Regions from separate parts of the Mus musculus genome. Here all the other regions are linked to region 1. A link is a contact called in public HiChIP or PLAC-seq and promoter capture Hi-C data. All regions are on one chromosome and are shown on one strand. Each heading gives the region's core, a stretch centred on a gene start, on an enhancer-like site or on the middle of the called end of the contact. The rest is flanking DNA. Distances are from core to core; before and after follow the strand shown. Region 1 holds the start of Angptl2 (angiopoietin-like 2). Region 2 overlaps Niban2 (niban apoptosis regulator 2). Region 3 holds the start of 9430024E24Rik (a long non-coding RNA gene).

The links. Promoter capture Hi-C pulls out the DNA fragments that hold promoters and counts their contacts. HiChIP or PLAC-seq counts read pairs in DNA pulled down with a chosen protein or histone mark.
Region 2: a contact with region 1 is called in a FOXA1 HiChIP or PLAC-seq map of pancreatic cancer cells. The contact joins the enhancer-like site here to the promoter of Angptl2 in region 1. A contact is called at or near these places in 1 of 484 Hi-C or Micro-C datasets (embryonic stem cells), 2 of 115 datasets of contacts at active chromatin or transcription factors (large pre-B cells and pancreatic cancer cells) and 1 of 9 other capture datasets (pancreatic islet).
Region 3: a promoter capture Hi-C map of embryonic stem cells shows a contact between it and region 1, with 4 times the contacts expected there. The contact joins the promoter of 9430024E24Rik here to the promoter of Angptl2 in region 1. A contact is called at or near these places in 2 of 39 promoter capture datasets (embryonic stem cells and stem cell-derived epiblast-like cells), 1 of 484 Hi-C or Micro-C datasets (embryonic stem cells) and 1 of 9 other capture datasets (embryonic stem cells).

Annotation. Positions count from the first base shown.
Region 1 is chr2:33,214,638-33,217,418 of GRCm38.p6, reverse strand. Angptl2 (angiopoietin-like 2) reads right to left here and starts at 1,458. Exons shown (of 5, transcript NM_011923.4): 1 at 966-1,458. All of the region lies in intron 8 of Ralgps1 (Ral GEF with PH domain and SH3 binding motif 1), which reads left to right.
Region 2 is chr2:32,894,949-32,897,942 of GRCm38.p6, reverse strand. The region is part of intron 1 of Niban2 (niban apoptosis regulator 2); the gene reads right to left. Among named protein-coding and RNA genes, the nearest start is that of Gm13523, 14 kb to the right of the region's middle. Within about 2 kb of position 1,267, at least 156 of the 459 cell types and tissues checked have an H3K27ac peak or open chromatin away from gene starts, as enhancers often do. A contact at or near this core is called in pancreatic cancer cells and pancreatic islet, where this site is marked.
Region 3 is chr2:33,717,400-33,720,368 of GRCm38.p6, reverse strand. 9430024E24Rik (a long non-coding RNA gene) reads left to right here and starts at 1,419. Exons shown (of 2, transcript XR_374262.3): 1 at 1,419-1,734.

The DNA of each region.
Region 1 (2,781 bases), core at 209-2,708:
GAAGAACCCATGTGGAGAGCACTGAGCTAGCTTTGGAACTTGTGTTCTCAGTCTTCCTCAAAGGGATCTTTTTCTGAGTAACAACACTGGCCTCTGGGAACTCTCCTAATCCCACAGCAGAGGCAATAGCTGACCCGTGACACGGATGTCACAGGGAGAGGGGAGGGATCAGCAGAGAATTTCTGTTTGGAAATGTTATCTCATGCTGAAGCGCTTGCTTTCAAGGGACTGACTCTGTATGTGGCGCCTGCTGTGTCCCCTCACTAGGCTGTTCAGAAAGCAGGTCCTCCACAGTCTCTCAGCCACATCCTGCTGGCTGGAGACCTGGGATCCATCTACTGTATCCTTGGGCGCAGAGGGAAAGTCAGGGCAGCACTTTGCCCCAGTCCTACCGACAGAAACTTGTGGGTGACATGTTCTGTCCCGCACAGGACGCCTCTGCTCCTGGCACGCTGGCAGCTCGTGCTGCCTGGCCCAGGGCACTTTCTGAACTGAGGCCCCCACTGCCTCAGGTCCGCATTACATCTGCTTCTGCTGTAGCATAACTCTAGCTGGCTGGGTGTGCAGGAGTCCGGAGCTTGAACACAACTTGCCCAGTCCTACACTGCCCTGCGACTCTCAGCCTGCTGCCCTTTCAAATCCGCACCTACACACATGCACATACCCGGCTACCAGCCTGTGTCCGACAGCCAAACCGGCTCACCCCAGAGGCTCTTTGTCTGAAAGAGGTGAGTGGAGCTCACCGATGAAGTCCTCAACATCCCAGCCCAGTGTGCTTGTGCCTCTACACCACCCTGCCCAAGTATTCACAGTCCTCTGCCTGGTCAGATGCTTGATTCAGCTCTGAGCAAAAGCAAGGTTTGACCCCTGTGGGGTCCAGCTGCACACGGAAGCTGGAGGAGTCAGGGTTGCCCGTCTCAAGCCCCTCTTCCCCTGGCTGCTGCAGTTGAGAGCTGACCCCTTACCTCTTCTCTCCTGCTTGGCCCTGGAGCAGCGCTTCACATGCCTCACGGTGCCATCAGCAGCACAGCCTGGCCGTGGCCTCCAGGAGAGGTCCCGAGTCTCAGGCTGGACTGGCCGCCGAGCAGCCCTGCCTCACTGGCCTCAGCTGGCAGCAGTCTATGCTCTCTGAAGCTCCTAGGGATGAGGCTGGCTCTGGTGTCACCGGGGCTGCTCCCAACCTGCTCTCCCTCACAGTGTGGTCCGCAGCTGCCTTAGTGCATGCTTCTTGCAGGTCCTGGGTCCAACAACACCACTCAGGGCTTGGGGTCCATCCCCAGGCCGACAGCAGCAGCCTCAGTTGAACTCCCAGGTCCTTTGTGGAGCCTTTACGTGCCGCCAGAGGAAACTGTGAGCACAGCCTGACCCTGGTTGGCTGCAGGCACTTCTCTCCGCCCACCAGTGCAAGAGGATCCCCCAGGCCCCAGAAAAGCTCTGGGCCTCCCCTCAGCTCCAGACAGGGGCGGGCCGCCTGGTGATGTCACACTAGCTCCAGCCCCAGCTGGCCCAGCCCCTCCTGCCTGCTTTGGCGGCCTGGGCGGGGCCCCCTCCTTCTTTGGCACAGGAAGGCTGGCCAGCTCTGCTCCTGGCTCACCAGCCTGCTCCACTCCCTGAAGGCTGACGTTGCTGGGGTGCCCTGTGTAGGCAAAGCGCTTCCACTGGACTCGGGTAACGGACTTGAGCAGCTGCGGCTGTGCAAGCAGCTGCTTGGGAGGCCAGGGAGCCCTGCTCACTCTTTCTGTGGATTGCCTTACTAAGTGTTCAGCATCTTCTTTCCAAACCACTTCATCCCTGCAGAAGGCACTGCTAATGTGGCAGTGGGGTAGGACAGTGAAAGTACCATGACTGGGTTGGGAAACTAGAGGAAGACTGTTTGCCACTCCCTGAGCTTCCTTCTCTACAGCATAAGTGAGCCACATTCCAGCAACACTGCCAGGTTCACCAAGGTCACCTGGGAAGGTCCGGTTACAGGATCAAGGACGGTGTGCCAGGTGGGCAGGTGGGCTGGACTTAAATCCAAAGCCCCTGCTATGTGACCCTGCCAGCCTTAGTTCTCAGCTGTGACTTGGGTGAACACGTGGTAGAGTCCCTGGGAGCTGTCAGTTGTGAATGGTCAAGAGAGTGGAGTGAGCGCTAAGACTGGTGGCTCCGAGTAGAGAAGGACAGGGCCTTGGTGCCTAGGCCACATCCTTCAGATGCATCAGGTCTGTTGAGCTGGCAGTAGAAGGCCACTGGCATCCTGCAGGGGTGTAGAGAGGGGGAGACCCCAAGTCCCATGCACAGGCTCACCCACTGCTTGATATTAGTGATGTCTCTTCTTTGAAAAGTGTTAGTGGTGGTGGTAACATTTAGGTACGAACTAAGAGGAAACTTTAGTGGCCCTCTCTTACAGCAAGTCAACATGGGATATTTTCCTGATCTCTAAGGAGACAGACCCACTGTGGCTCCCTCTCCTGAGACTGCCACCTTTTATTCAGGAAACAAATTATTTTTTCTGCTTCTCCTCAGCCTACTTAGCCCCTTCCCTCTTCTGTCAATTTCTTCTGTTCCTAGAAGAAACTACAGACCTTAAGGGACACCATTAGCCAGAGAGCTGATCTGGGCTGGGCAGGAAGTCTTTTTCTACCAGGGAGTGATGAGCACCGCTCTGCTTTCTGCCTAGGACCTGGTCCGGGTCCTGTGGCTGAACACCACTTATTTGGAAGTGAGTCACCATATTCCGCAGCGTGGTCATACAGCACATTGAGAGGCTGTCCCCTTTCACTTATCTTCCTCGCATTT
Region 2 (2,994 bases), core at 18-2,517, 320 kb after region 1:
ACCAGGAGAAGGAGGGAGCTGCCTGGTCCTCCACTGCTCACAAACGTCCTAAGGCTCCTTCTGCCCTTGGGGTAAAGGTATGGCTCCTATTATAACCACAGTACCGAAGCTGATCCTTCAGCCCCACCCCATCCCATCCCCCATTCTCTTCCTTTGGAAATCCCCAGGCTGGGTGGGTGCTCCCCACTTATCTACACCGTGTGAGAACTCTCTCACAAGCTCCACGCCCACCCTAGACTCCTCACACTGAAAGGCCAGCATAGAAGCTGGGACCTCGGAGGCTCCCGAGGATGAAGAAACATCCAACACAGATCTTCTTTGTTGGGAAAGTGGATGTCACACGAGCTTTCTCTCCCTTCTCACCGCAGGTGTCCTGAAGAGACCTGCTGGGTTAACCCTCTTTCCTGAAGATCAGGAATTAACAAAGAAAACCCCCTTCCTCTGAACACAGCTCCAAGGTGTGCCTGTGAATGTGCTTGCTGTGGGCTGGGGACACCAAGTGTGCCAAGACTACGGTTCACGCGTAAATGACAAGGATGTTTGGATAGAGACTCTGCCATCTCACTGAGGACAGACCACTGTCTCACTGAGGACAGACTGTGAGAGATGTATAGAGCACAAGGCTAGGGACACAGTATAGTGGCTAGTGGTGAGCATATTCCTATTGTGCACGAGGACTGGGTTCAATTCCCAGAACTACAAATGGCAAACCTTTTTTTTTTTTTATTTAGACACAGGTGGAGAGGCACCAGGATGGCTGGGGACCTAGCATTTCTCATGTAGGTCACAGAAGAGCAGAGCAAGTCCTGACCTAGCAGAGCCCAGAAGCTTCTAGAAGCATTGCCGCCACTGGAGAGACAGAAGCTGGGAGATCAGAGACTTGTCCGCCAGGCCAACAGGCCCTGGACTCTAAGGACTGTGGAAATGTCCAGAAGATCAGGTGACTTGCTTTGTTAAGGATGAGTTGGCCTTCAACAGCCCCAGGAGAGCGTAGATTCCCCATCTGCAATGACACAGCTCCTACCCCACGTCCTGACATGCTGCAGTTCACGAGCGGATAGCAATGAATGGAATCCAAGGCTGAGGTTCTCAGTCCCCTTGCCCTTCCCAGCCCCTGCCCTGGCTGGGTCCGACTGATACCAAGTGTACCCCCACTCTGCACTCTCTCCTATGAAGCACCCTTTGGCAGAACACCCTTTCTCAACTCCCAGGCTTAGAATCTTAGTCAGCCTGCCTTGCCCTGCTCCCCACCACAAGGCTCTCTGGTTCTCCATTTGCATCTAATTATAATCATCACAGCATGAGCTAATGCATGCCACAGTTGCCCAGAGCCAGCACTGAGGCGGTTTTCTGAAGCACTTTAGCTGAGAATCAGAGAATAGTCACGATGACTTTATTTAACCCCCACCAGGACAAACCGACAAACCCATTCTCTGGATGAGGGATCCACAGCTCAGAGATATTCAGTGACTTGCCCAGCATTACATAAGAGAGCAAACCAGGCATGACATCACAGCCCCCTGCTACCCCAAACGGGAATGAAGAACTCTGAGAGAGAGGGGTCCTATTTTAGTGGTTAAGGTATCTAGTGGGCTGTACCAACTGAATCCTGAGCTGCCACATCCCCTTGTTAACAGGCCATTGGCACTTTGGGAAGGTCCCTCCTGGACCCAGGAGAGCTGACCGTGGATAGATGGGGACTGAGGCCCGGAGACTAGGAAGCAGGTCTCCAGGTTTTCTCCACACTGGCTCCCCAGGATCCAAGCCTAGCCTTGCCTTCTCTCCCTGATCCATTAAACAGGCGTGTAAACAATGGCCCCCAGGGGGAGAGGTTATCTAGTTCCAGATGCCAAGAAGGCCACCTGCAAAGGACTCTGAAGGCCCAGGAGGGCTGGGTCTCCTTATCCAAAGACAGATTTGGGAGTAGTCACCCAGGACTTCGCACAAAGCCGCCTTGCAAACTTCTCAGTTAGCAAATATTTAACCAGAACTCAGCAACAACAGGTCTCATGAAGGCTAACAGCTGAGCCGGGAGGGCCTAAGGGGTGGAGAGGGCAGCCAGGGTGGAGACTGGGGAAATGTCTGGGGGTGGGGCAGGGGAGCACCTGGGACTTCTCTTCACATCCTCCACTTCTGTTGGGAAACTCAGTTCCCATCTGGACACAAACAGGAGAAACAAAGGCCTTCTCATCCCGCCCCAGCCCCGCCCACTTGCCTGGCATCAGCTCTGTGCCCGCAGCCTCCAGCTGGCAGCCTGTTCTAGGAGGGCAGGATGAGGACGCCCCTGCGTTTGGGGGAGCAGACAGAAAAAGGAGGCCCAGGCCTCCAGCAGCAGCATCCACCCACAGCAGGACAGCCTACCCCCCCCACCCCACCCCGCCCCCCGGCCCGCCACAGGACTAGCATCATGCCCACCCTCCAAGCTCTCTGAGTCTCCAGGGCTGGGCCCTAGGAATCTAATGAAGAAGACTGACTGTCAATGAGAAACCATAATGGTGCTGGAGAGCTGGCCCAACGGTTAAGGGCATGTGCTGGTTTTGCAGAGGACCTGGGTTCTGTTCCCAGAAACCACAATGGTGCACACAAGTGGCCAGAACTCTAATTCCAGGAGCTCAGACACCCTCTTCTGGACTCTACAGGCATCAGGCATGCATGTGGTATCCATACATAAAATAAATATCAATAAATTTTAAACAAAACAACAACAACAACAACAAAATGATGTCTGGCTCAGCAGGTAAAGGCTTAGGACCTCAGTTCAGTGAGGACCCCACAGGATAGAAGGAGAATTAACTCCCATGAGTCACCCTCTGACACAAAGCTTGTAAAAGCGACCCCACAATGGGTAAGTCTTCAGACACACAAGAACCAAGAATCTGTTTATCCCACCCCTCGGTAGACCAAGGCCTTTCCGTGGGACAGCAAGCTCCAGACTGAGATGGCATTTTCAGATAAGCCCACCTCTCACAGGCTCCAGGAGAGAGCACATGGCTT
Region 3 (2,969 bases), core at 170-2,669, 500 kb before region 1:
ATCCCCAAGTCTCAATTTACCCTGTTGGAAAATGGGCTCAGTAAAAGTCCTTCCAAGGTTTTTTATTTCCAGGGTATGGATAAACAAATAGCACACCACTTTAGACCTTTATGCCCTCAATAAATAGGACCGTTGGAAACCTCAGGCCTGTACCCCTAAGAGACTATGCCTGGAATCCCAGAGTCACATAAGGACCTGGATCCCCAAGTCTGAGAGCCGAAAAGCTAGCGCTTCTGGGTGACTTGACTCCTGTCCAGGTAAAAGGCATAGAGGCAAGACCACCCCCCTGGCTGGTCTTTGGGGTCCTCTCTGCTCCAGAGGCCAGGAGAAAACACTCAGCCTTTGACACCATCCAGAAAATAAAAATGTCCCAGGCTTCTAATCCTTTCCTTCAGCAACTCACAGGGCTCTGAAACACAGCCAAGACCCCGGACACAGTGTGAATATCCAAGCCAGCCTGGCGAGCGCCTGCAAAGCTAGCCTGGAGGCACCATGCCTCCAAGCAGTGGTCTTGATTGGACCCAGCCTCGCCGGGTCCATACATGGAACCCTGGCCTGACTGTTCTGCATCATCACTTGCCTCCTGGAGCCCAGCCTGTGGGGCACCCCAGGAACCTGACTGCCTTCCCAGATAGGGCTGATCCCTGCCCCCACTCCCTCCCACCCCCAGAAAAATATTTGGAATATGGTCTTTGACTGGAGTGAGATTAATCCCCCTTCCCTGACAGTGTCTCTGGGCACGTGTTTTTATAACCTCCCTTTCAAACGAGAACCATTTGTCGTTGGGAGGCTGAGGAGGCCCTGCCCGGCCTGCTGGCCCAGGCATCACCAGCACCTGATTGAATGTCACCGGCAGTGCAAGGGGGCAGGGCTGGGGTGAGGGCAGCATGTCCCTTGTTGGTCCCTGCCCTAGCCATTGACAGAAGATTATGCGGTCTAGTCCTGACTTCTTCCTGATCACAATATGCTCTTCAGTTGGTCACTTTGCCTCTCTGAACCTCACTTTCCTTGCCTGACAAATGGGCGAGGTGGTGGCCCACACACCCCGAGGGATGTGCCCAGGCCTACTTTGGGAAATTGTAGATTCTCAATGTTTAATAAAGCAATTGAACACAGTCTTAGCTCCTGGTAGAAGGGCAAAGTGCTCTGGCTAGAACCTTCCAGGGGCTGCAAAAAAAAAAAAAAAAACAAAAACAAAAATCAAACAGTATGGCTTGAGTCTAGTTCTACTTCCAGACTCACCACGAGAGGTGGCCCTACAAGAAAGAAAGCAGAGGGCTTTAATGTACAGAGAAGGCTGAGTTTATAGGTGTAAGCATGCAGGCTCTTTAATTAACTCTGAGCCCTTGGTCTGTGGCCTCCTCTCTCAGCATAGCCCTCCTCCTCCCCCACAACCCCAGGTCCTGTTTGAAGTTTGCAAAAAAAAAAAAAAAGAAAGAAAAAAGAAACCCTTCACACCATCCCTCCTTGCTGAAGCTAGCTACAGACCCTCAGGGCTCAGCTGGGAGGGATTTATTGGAGAATTTCAATCATGGGGTCTTGGCTCAAACTTGTTGCTTCCCTCAAAAAATCTGCCCAGAAGTTTGATTACATGTGGGATTGGGGCACGAGGGGCCAGTCTGATGATCTCGCAATTCAGAATTCCACCTGGGCCTCTGGGAGTGTTGCAGCCCCGAGAGGAAGAGAACAGGACACAGGACAGCCAGCGAGAGCGGGTTCTGACATGATGCGGAGGTACTGGGACTTGGTGGACTAAAGGAACTGCTTAGAACCTAGAGTTCTGCACTTGCTTAGGAAGTATGAAATACTAGATTCCAACCCTAGCATTGGGGGGCTGGGGGGGGAGATGAGAAGAGGAGAGGAGGAGGGTAGTTCCATCTTGGTCTTCTCCCACAACAGAGACAGGTCTGTACAGGTGCCTGAGTTCTGTATGACAGCTTCTTGCTGGTCCCTTGCTAGGGAAAGTGGGGGGAAAGGTCTGAGCTACATAATGAGACAACCGAACCTGGTGACATGCCGATCTTCCTAAGCTGCGGCTTGGCTCCCCCAAAGGCATTCCCTTCTCAGACTCGGAGCCCACGCCCTTCCACGGGAGCCCAGCCAAGATACAGCAGACAGGGAGCCCCTGAGTGCTCACTTTCTCCCCCTCTGGGCACGGTTGACTCTTTCCATTTCTCCGCAATGCCTCTGCAGTGATGGATAAGCTGTGGTCCCAAGAGATGCAGCCCAGGGGACCACAAACATCTTTTGGTTTCTCATGTCGGCCTCCCACTTCTTGCTTAATAAGTGTGGAAAGAGGCACAAACAGAAATTCCCTGGGCTTCCCATGACTAACGAGATGACCACATCAGGCGACAGTGCTTGGGCATAAAGGTCCCCAGAGCGAGGTGTCCGATTCCCTCCCAAGACGCTTCTCCAACTGCGCTTTGAAGCGGGAGCCCAGGGCCTCCAGCAGGCTCGGGTGGGCCAGTGGGGCTGAGCTCTGGGCCTCCCCTACCCCGTGACGCGCACAGATTGCCCCAGATAAAGGACCCTCGGCGGCTTCACCCAACTTCTGCTGAATCGTGCTTTTCAGAAACTCTTTTCACGTGTTTTCACTTCTCTGGCCTCTTTGTTGAAAGATGTAAAAATTTCAAACCACCACAAAGTAAACATTTCAAAACCCTCGCTTTTCAAAATCACTCACATTTAAAAAAAAAAAAAAAAAAAAAAAAAAAGGAAAGAAAGAAAGAAATCCCTTGAATTCCATCTCTGCTCCACCACTGCCACCCGAAACCTTTCTTTTGCAGAATGTGGAACTGGCGTGTTTTTCATTAATCTCGAAACAGCGCAGGTAACGCCGATGAGTCCGCTGGGTTTTACAGGCCGGAAGTAGCTTTGTTACTCGGTAGATAGATTAGATAAGTGGCTGTCTTGTCAGAATAAGCAGGTTTTCTTTATTACGGCACAATCCTAATGAACTCATCTGC